Regions from separate parts of the Zea mays genome. Here region 1 is linked to region 2. Evidence: chromatin contacts called from public Hi-C data. All regions are on one chromosome and are shown on one strand. The core of a region is the stretch at or near the end of the contact, and the rest is flanking DNA. Distances in the headings are between cores, read along the strand shown. Region 1 holds the start of LOC100282116. Region 2 holds the start of LOC100283415.

The links. Hi-C and Micro-C count contacts between places; a contact is called where the count stands out from the background.
Region 1: a contact with region 2 is called in a Hi-C map of leaf, with 5 times the contacts expected there. The contact joins the promoter of LOC100282116 here to the promoter of LOC100283415 in region 2. A contact is called at or near these places in 7 of 25 Hi-C or Micro-C datasets (bundle sheath, ear, endosperm and 2 more).

Annotation. Positions count from the first base shown.
Region 1 is chr9:28,846,035-28,850,596 of Zm-B73-REFERENCE-NAM-5.0, reverse strand. It overlaps LOC100282116, which reads right to left and starts at 3,271. Exons shown (of 5, transcript NM_001155029.2): 1 at 2,986-3,271; 2 at 2,527-2,635; 3 at 2,256-2,410; 4 at 1,619-1,880; 5 at 1,123-1,517. The coding sequence starts at 3,023. The coding sequence ends at 1,323. LOC100191686 reads right to left here and starts at 654. Exons shown (of 2, transcript NM_001137115.1): 1 at 609-654; 2 at 1-402. The coding sequence starts at 616.
Region 2 is chr9:28,626,092-28,631,140 of Zm-B73-REFERENCE-NAM-5.0, reverse strand. It overlaps LOC100283415, which reads right to left and starts at 2,122. Exons shown (of 5, transcript NM_001156316.2): 1 at 1,901-2,122; 2 at 558-661; 3 at 382-457; 4 at 1-77. The coding sequence starts at 1,936.

The DNA.
Region 1 (4,562 bases), core at 2,022-4,521, 220 kb before region 2:
CCGAGGATGGAGATCATGAGCTCGGCGTTGGCCCTGGGTGCGTTGGTGACGGCGGCGCGCCTGAGCCCGCGGCCGGCGGCCCAGCGGCAGAGCGGCGTGAGGCCGGCGATCTCCCGGAGCCCCTCGGCGGCGTACCTGGCGAAGAGCGCCTCCTTCTCGGCGAAGAAGGCGTCGAGGCGGCGCTGGTCCCAGTCCGGGAACAGGAAGCGGCCGATCTGCTCGTTGCTCCGGCCGGCCATGTTCGCCATGCCGAACTCGGGCGTGATGGGCACGCCGTTGTTGTAGCCCACCTTGAGGAGCATCTCCGAGGTGGCCCGGTGGTGGAACGGGTCGGAGATGGCCATGGTGCCGTCGATGTCGAAGAGGACGGCCTCCAGTGGGGCCACTCTGCCGATCCCACTGCTGCAAAGCAACCACACACACACACACAGGGAAAGAAGATAAAACTTTAAACTGGGACGGCCATGGTTGCGGAGAACTTGCTCGGATTGAAATGAAATCTTGACAGTTTTGGTCGGATTGAAACGAAATCTTGACAGTTTCTGTCTCTCTGGGAATGGGGGAATAGAACTGAGTGAAATCATGCAGAAAATACTCTGGATGATTACCTTTCCATGGCCAGTTGCTGCTGGATGCCAAAACTGAGGCTTCTTTTGGTCTTGTGGTCACTGCTCGAGTGCTGATGCTGCCTGCACATTTTATAAGGAGAAGACTGAAGAGGCAGGGAGAGTTGGTGAGGATTCCGTGGTTCAGTTGGCGCGGTTGGTGGTAGTCTCTCACATTCTCATGTTCCACACCACACTGCAGCATCTCAGCAGCTCCACCCTTTTCTTCCTTTTGACCTGTGGCTGCCTTTCCAAACGGCGTTCAAATTATTTGCTGTTTTTTGAACTCTCTGACGACCAAAAAAAAAAAAACATGCTGCATAGCCCCCGAAACCACTTTCAACACGGTTTGCGTAGCAGAGCTGAAGCTCAAAAAGGATGACGTCCATGGATTCGACAAGCAACAAGCATCACGGTGCATTCTTCACACATCTTCCCTGAGGGAGAGAATTCCTACCTCGTCTTTCTTTCAGATTAAAGACTGCTGGAGGCTGAACCGAAAAGTTCATACACAGATGGCACACAACAAGGCACAGCAGCTTTGTCTTATTTGATCTCAGTTCAATCAAGAAGAAGAAAAACAATATACGAAGCTAGAATCTCATAAATACCCTGATGAGGTGAGCTCTCTCCGCAGCGCATAACTAGGAACAGAATCATGCTGGAGGCAGATTTAATCTGCAATAAATCTAATCAATGGCTCATCGTCATATCAGATCATTCGCTGGCCTTCTTCAGCTTAGCTTCCTCTCCGTCCATCTCCTCAAGCGCTGCCCAGAGCTTAGGATCTTCGTAGTCCTTGACGAGCAACGCGGCTCCTGCTTCCACCAAGGACTTCTCCGGGTTCCTCGTCGCCACACCGACGACAGGCATCCCCGCCGCGACGCCAGCCCGGATACCAGCAGGAGAATCCTACACCAACCCAAAAAGAAATCTCATCTTTTATCAGTGACTACTCCTGTAATACAACCATCAGATCACAGAATCCCAGTCACAAGGTCGTTTGATTTTACCTCGAAGACGAAGCTGTGCTCTGCGGACACCTGGAGCTCCTTGAGGGCCCTGAGGTAAGGGTACGGCGCGGGCTTTGGCTGCTCGCACTCGCCTCCGACGATGACGGCCTGGAAGAAGTCCGAGAGGCCCAGGAGCGAGATCATCAGCTCCGCGTTGATCCTGGGGGCGTTGGTCACCGCCGCGCGCTTGTACCCGTGGTCTTTCACCCACTGGACCACCTTCGCGAGGCCTTTCACAGGCACCAAGCGCTCTTTTGCCAGACTGAATAAAAAGAACCAACAACTAGAAACATTCAGTCACTCATGCACGTTGTCATAACGAACCTATCAGTTCTGTAATGCAATGCAATGTATTGTAATGATTATGAAAGGATCACATTCCGCAGAATCAGCAGCGAATGGGCGCTGTAGGAAATGACAGAACTCTCCACAACCTAGTAATCGATCTCTCTGAGTAGCAAAAAGTTGGTGTTTTTTTTTTGCGTGATAGCGCTGAAATGGATGTTATTTATGTATGTGCTACGGTACGCAAAGGGGTTTACTGTTGTAAACTTGTAACAATGGACAACACGCTTACTCTCTGAATCTTTCAGTTGATCTAATACTGAGGAAAACCACAGCTATCATTTGTACGTACCTCCTGTATTTGGCTTCCTTGTCCTCTAGGAATTTGAGCCCCTTCTCAAGCTCCCAGTCCGGGAACAGGTTCTGGGCAGCTTCGACGTCACTCCTCCCAGCGATGTTCTTGATGAAGAACTCCTCGTCTATCGGCACGCCATTGTTGTACCCGATCTGCGTATGCCATGCCAGCCATTTTGGTTTCGTAAATCAAACCACATCACATCGCAGGCAGCTCGTTGGTTTAAAAAAAGAAAAGTGAAACAGGGAAAAGCGACGTTCCACCGTACCTCGAGAAGCATCTCTTGGAAAGCGACGTGGTGGAGGGGATCCGAGTCGCACAGGGTCCCGTCGATGTCGAACAGAACCGCCTGGACCGGAACGGTTGCCGCGAGGGAGCTGCAGATCATGCCCAATTGGCAATTGCCCATCATTTGAATCATCAGGTGATCAGGAACTTGGAACGAGTATGCGTGTTTGTGCGCGCGCGATAAATCTCAGGCTGTGCATCGCTCGATGGTAGTCACGCAACTCGACGGTTTCAGAAGAAGAAGAGCAGAAACAGTATGTAATTCATCTCACACACATATTGACCACGCACAGGCTCGGAACGAGTGGGTGGTAAATCTAAAACCGCAACGAAGTGGCGTCATTGGATGGCGCTCTGTTCACGCGACGGGGGGGGGGGGGGGGGGGGGGGGGGGGGTAGTTAACTCTCATCGCATGATGGAACGAGGCGGGAGCCGTACCTGACAGTGGGATTGCCGTTGGGGGCGGTAGCCGCCATGGTCGATCGGAATGGAGTGGGCCGGGAAGAGGACCGGCCGGCCGGCGGGGGCGGGAGAGACGAGCAGGCGAGAGAAAGTCCTCTCCGGATCGACGGAGAAGAGGAGGGCAGCCGCGCCGGTGGCTGAGGCCGATGCGATGCGTTTGGCGAATATGCCGGCGTCCGCGTGCGTGGCTCCCGTGGCGCGAGCTTTATTACCAGCCACAGCCCACAGCCCACCGCCAGGGAATTTTGGATCTCGTCTCGTCTCCCTCCCCTGTGTGTGTGTTTTTTTTTGTGGTACGGTGACACTTGTCGGTTTTTTTCTTCTTGGTGTATGCTCCTACTAATTTGTTAATAAATAAACAAATACCCTCTCCATGTGCTAAAAAAACGGATTTTTTTATTTTTCCTTCCAGTAAAACAACCGATATTCTTCGCTATTTTTCGGACTATTTAATTTTTGAATAGTAAGAGATTTTAACTCCTTTTATTTCCATCTACTTTCTTTGCTCCTAAACACGCCTTAAAAGAGGTCACGGGAGCAAAAAAAAGCCCTCAGTCGAATAATAAGCACCACACGGACGGGGCCTGTTTATTTGTTTGGGCCTATCTAGGTGGCCCGTTCGTAGGAGTTGGGAAAGGCCAACAGCAGGCCGGCCCAACCGGTGCAACATTTGCTGTTTCTTTTTTTTTTAACTAGTGTAGCTTGGCTGGATCAGATTTCATGTCTGGACCATGTGTAGCTGCACACAAGCCATGCTTGGATACCAGGAATTTGTTCCATTCACAAGTAATAGCACAAAACGCAACAGCTACATCTTGAGCATATTTCATAGATCAGACCACATGATTGCAGAGTACAGGTCAAACGGTTACAAGAGCTGCATAAGCTAAACTTCTTCTCACATAGCATCACTGTCATTCCTGTCTTCATATGTAGAACCAATTGGTCAGTGCAGGTATTAGAAAGATTGGACGATTGTGCCTGTTTGCTTCCGATCAAAGCAAACGAAGACAACGGCAACAACGTGGACATTGTCAGAGAGGTAGGTTGCAATTTTGCACTGTAGATACGAACTGTTGTTCACCTAATTCAGATCCCCATGTACCTAGCTCACAACTGATCGGCTGATGGCGATGGCTGGGATTTTATCTTGCGTGATCGCCAGGGACCGTGAGGTGGCCCAGGCCAGCTGTGTTGGAGATAGGGCCGACCGGCCTGCAACCTGGCATGGGCCTGATCCATCAAGCCGGCCGGCAGGTAGTAGCCTCCTCTCATAGAAGAGGAAAAATGGAAGAGGATTTCCCCACTTGAAAATCAATCAATGAGATTATGCTTATTAGATAATGGAACACAGCGTACATTATTACAGATCCAAAACCAGCTGTTGCTGGAAGAAGCAGCTTAAAGAGCATATATATTACATTAATCAACGAGGTCACGGTCTATAATTTTGAAGAGGAAAAATGAAGGAGAAATCCCCCCTTGAAATGAATCAATGGGATTATGCATGCTTATTGATCGATGTTGATGATTTTTAGAAATTGAAGTTAAGC
Region 2 (5,049 bases), core at 873-3,372:
GGAGCAGAGGCAGTAGGAGGTGGCTGATACTCTGGAGCAGGTGCAATGATGACAGAAAGATCAACTATTGTGGCACCCTGTGACAGTTGTACAAAATTTCATTGATGTTATTTTTCTAGAAGTACTAACACTACGCAATGTTGCAATGACAGCAAATTCCTTGCAATTTGCAAATTCTGCTAAAGTGAACCACAAACATTCTATTTCAGTGAAGCATTTAGTCGTAGCTCTAATACAAGAACAACATTTTTTGGTCCCAAGCAAATGGGTACACTAGCAGCAGCGCTATGGTGATCAATTATAGTCAAGTAGTGAAAATCATAGAGTGGACTATTGTTAGAATTCCACTGAATCGTATTAAGGCCTCCCTCAGGTACTGACCGAAAGAAGAAGTGCTGTTTCTGCGCCTTGTGCATCTTTGAAAGTGACATATGCAACTTGGGACCACTCATCACCACTGCCAAAGTAAAGAGAAACAAGCTAATGAGGATGGCAATCAAGGGCTCGTATGGACATGAAAACAGAAGGGGCGGCCTAGTTGGACAGGTTTTACGAACCTCTGCATCTCCACATGATCAATATCTCCTGAAAAGGAAAAGAACTCCTTAATGTCTTGCACAGTTGCACTAAGAGAGACATTGGTGACCTTCACTGTCCTCACCTGCAATAAATGGAACATTAATATGAGTTTTGAAATAAGTACTGAAGACTATAATGATTGACAAAACGAGGGAAGGGACAATTGCGAAAATCAGTGGATATTAGTTCCTTTGGCCTATTGACTTGAGCTTTCTCATTTGCATACATGTAAACCATACCCAGGCTTGTGAAAATCAGCTGAGAAGCATTAAAAAGACAAACATTATCTCTATCGTAGAAGCAAGCTTAGTAGATACTACCATTGGGATGCCTGTAAAGCTCATGAGCTAGATCTCATTGACTTTTTTTGACAACTGTATAAACGGCAGAGAGGAATAGAGGATCCAAGTATTCCTTTCAAACTTGCATGCATATAAAGGTATTGTCTCCTCAGAATGCTATCCCCACATGGCTAGAGATTATTTTCTCAAGCGGTCTGGCACCATTAGTCCCAATGATTCAATGAAGGAGTGGTAAAGGCATATGCATTTGGTAGTCCGTGAATGCTTTTGCAGTTGCAGAACCTGGTAGTCAAATCAAACTCTAAAACATGTAACAAATCGTGTGTGGGTATCAAGTATCAACTAGACAACTAGTTACTAGTATGGTATGGTATCAACTAGTACGGTATGATCCTACTCGCAGCAATCCCCTGGGCGTATCACAGCGCTTAGTATCTTCTCATTCACAACCGCGCACCCCTATAGTGATTGCTAGACTGCTAGAGTCACAGCAAGATCTAGACCATGTCACAAATCATTCAACAGTGATGTAAACTAGCCTATACTGGTAAGACTACTTGCAGCAAATCCTCTGGACCGAACCCACAACGTTGGGAGCCTAAGCTACTAGTCCCCGATGATGTCGATCTGCGAAGCACGCGACGCGGGCATGCTCCCGCGCAGTGCGTGCTCATCTATCTCTTTGTTTCCACTCGGTCTCGCAGATACATGCGAGTATGCGACTATACGAGCAAGCTACGCTGCAATCCAACTACGCCCAGATACAAACGAACCCTAGCCCCGCCGGATCGGCAGCGAAGCTTGCTCGCTGCATCAAGCTTCTCCCGCAGGCCAGCAAGGAACTCGGCCCAGGCACGCACTCGGGGTGGGCGGGAGGCGGTTAAGCCTAGGCAAAACTCTCACGGGCGGTAGGGTGCGTCGGCGCCCCCGCACCGGCATGAGGCGAACCGGATCCAGCGCGCCACCGCCCACCGGAAGAGGGTTCAGAGAGGGAGGGATGATGCAGCAGCAGCACTCACCGGCGCCTCCACGGGAACCTCCACCGCCGTCGCCATGGGTGCCTGGGGGAAGCCGATTGGATTGGATGGTGAATAGGGAGCGGATTAGCGGCGCTAACTTGAACAGAATGGAAGCAGACTCGACGACTAGTACAGAGGAGAGGACTAGGAGACGACTAGTACTTGTGTGCAGAAACGGCAAAGAACGAAAAAAAAAACACTGGACGATTTTTGCTTGTGAACCAAGTATACAATCAGACGCAGAATGGTATACCTCTACTACTCTATAAGCACGGTGTGTAGGTGTTCATACCGTGCACCTAGGGCTGACAATGGGCTATAATTTTTGCACTATAAGATTTAAGGATCGAAGCGGGTTAGGATCGGGCTTTATTTCTAGTCATTTTTGAACTATAATTTATTTATGGCCTTGACATTTTGTGAAGAACTATTTGGATCACGATCCATTACCACCTCTACGTGCACCATGTTCTATCTCTCCCCCGACCACCTCCGTAACACCGTGAGAATCCCGTCGAGATCGCTGCCCAGAATGTCGTATGGCCGATGCGATGCCCCCACCTACCCAGCGACCCTAGTTCCCCCATTGCGATATCCCCCCAATCACCGCCGAGGGACCTCTTCCACCTACGCACGCGCGGCTACTTCTTTTGCGGCGGCGGGAAGCGCGGCAAGGAGTCGTCCGCCGCGGACTACCTGCTCCCGCCCCGTCGGCGTTGACTGGCTTTGGTCCCGCGCGCGCCTCGACCACGTGCTCGCCTGCGAAGAGAACCTCGTCATCGCTGCATTTCCGCCGCGCGCACCTCAGGAAGGACCCCTCTGCACCCCCGTCGCATGTCGCGTCGCAAAACCCTAGCGTCATGCTCCCATGAGCCTCAACCCATGCGCTGCTCCCGCTATCGCCGCCTCTCCGCTCCTCCATCGTCATCCCCATGTCTGTTCCACGCTCGTAGCAGCCGCACGCGCTCGCATCTCTGCCCCCCTCCTCGCTCTGCAACCGCCCCGCAAGAGCACCGACCAGGTATTCGCATCCCCTTCTCTTCCGGGTCTGAAGCACGAGATCGAGGAAGACGGGCATGTTCTCATATGCCCGCCTCGCCCTCCACCGAGATGCCACTCTTAGGGCGAGGCCTTCCTCTATATGTAGGAGGGTCACGGTGGGAAACCGTGACGCCAAGGAGGGCGCGTGCCAGGGCCAGGGCCAGGCACCGACAGTAATGGTGAGTAATAAATATATTTTTCTTGAATGCATAAGAAAGTATTGATTGTTTTGGGGAGGCAGCAGAGTTTTCCACAATTTGGCTCCAAGCGTGACGACAGCCTATCGTGCCCAGGCTTCTATAGATGTCTCAACTCAGCAGATTGGATGAATGGACCTGTCAGGCCAAACTTTCTAGACTTCCAAGGGGTGGACTTTGAGGCAGCGTTTGGGGTGAGGAGAGCTTACAGTGTAAGAGACATTCAGGTTTGATAAGCATCTCCCTCCATTTGCTACATTTGAGAAAGCATCTGGTTATCAGGTGATGGTTTTACTTATTCTATCACATGTCTCATCTGTCATCCATAGCAGTAATGTATTTTATTGATAACACTGTCATGATTTCTCTATTTTTTTTCTTTGTCTAGGCTCATGCTTTTATTCAAGGTTATGCTTTTTTATCTTGTTGCGTTAGTTCGGTTTTCTGATGTTGAAACTACAACATCTGCATAAGCTGCACTGGATGGTAGATGTATTCCTAGGTACACTGAACTTTTGCAGTTGCGAAGGGAATCTCAAATAAAAAATTTGTCGGTCTTAAATTTCTTCATCAACCAGGTATTTTCTTAACAATTTCATTTGAAACTCAGTTATGCCTGACTACATTGATCATAGAGTGTTTACTGAAATTGGGTATGGGGGTTTCATTGTAGTAGTTTGTTGCTAAAACTTTATGATTAATGGAGAACCTTCATAAATAAACTCAGATCTAAATTTATACAACTCATATCATTTTGCACCAACCACTCTAGGTACTTACTTTCCTCTATAATACTATTATCCAGAAACCTCTGCTCCTTTTCCTCAACAAAAAAAGGTTCAGAGATATGGAACATCACAACCTACATGTTATAGTCATAAATCATAAGCTCCCTATTCTTGTAAAATTATATGGTTGTCAGAGCCCAGTATCCATGGAGAACCTTTTATATAACTATAACTAACAACATTCATCAAACAACTGACATGCGCTAGGAAGGTGGTGTGTTGCTCCTGCCGCCGCTTCATGTCCAACAGCTGCATGTGGGCCTCCTCTTGCTCGCGTCGTAGCTGCATCAGCTCCCACGCCAGGGCCTCCACAATAAAAAAGAAAAGAGCAACACAAAACCAAGCAACAAACAGAAACATTCATCTGAGGTATGCAACTTTCTTTCCTTCTGATGGTTGGTCCATATGCCTTTTTGCACTTTGTTTCCTATAGTTTAGTCACCTTAGGATGTGTTATCCATAATTCTTAGATCTTGTTTGTACATGATCCCTCATTCACTACTAGCTTCCTTAGCAACTCACATTTGTATTATGGTTCAGAAATGCCTCCACAATAACCAATGACTTGTCTCTGGTATGATATCCACTAGCGTGAATCCACCATAAGGATGTTTAGAAATTCATTGCATTTGCTATAACTGAGATTTCGGATCCACTGGCATCGTTGTGGCTTGCATGTCAGTACTTTGTACAGTAGAGATCATGCGAGTAATCTAACCAGTGACACTGTCGCTGATCCTATGCTTGCCAGTGCCCCTAATATGGATCTTATTAGGTCCATCAGCCCTTTCTATTCTGAAAAAGGTGGAGTAGGCATCATTTGCGTGCCCAATGTCATCATCAATATTGCGATAAATTTATGTTTTGTTTATCTACTGCAGCCTAAGACTGTGACTCCTTTTCAACGAATCAAGGTGGACAACGTCAGATTTGCAGACGAGAGGCTTCATGATAACTCATATTGGGCTAAGGTGCTTTGTTGCTTTGTTGATCATACATGCACATGCTGATGGTTTTTTAGCATTTATCAAGCTAAATATTTTTCTGTGCTACCTTACCTCTCTTGCAGGACGGCACAGACACTGGTTACGACGCAAAGGCACATGAGATCCTTGGCCAGGTC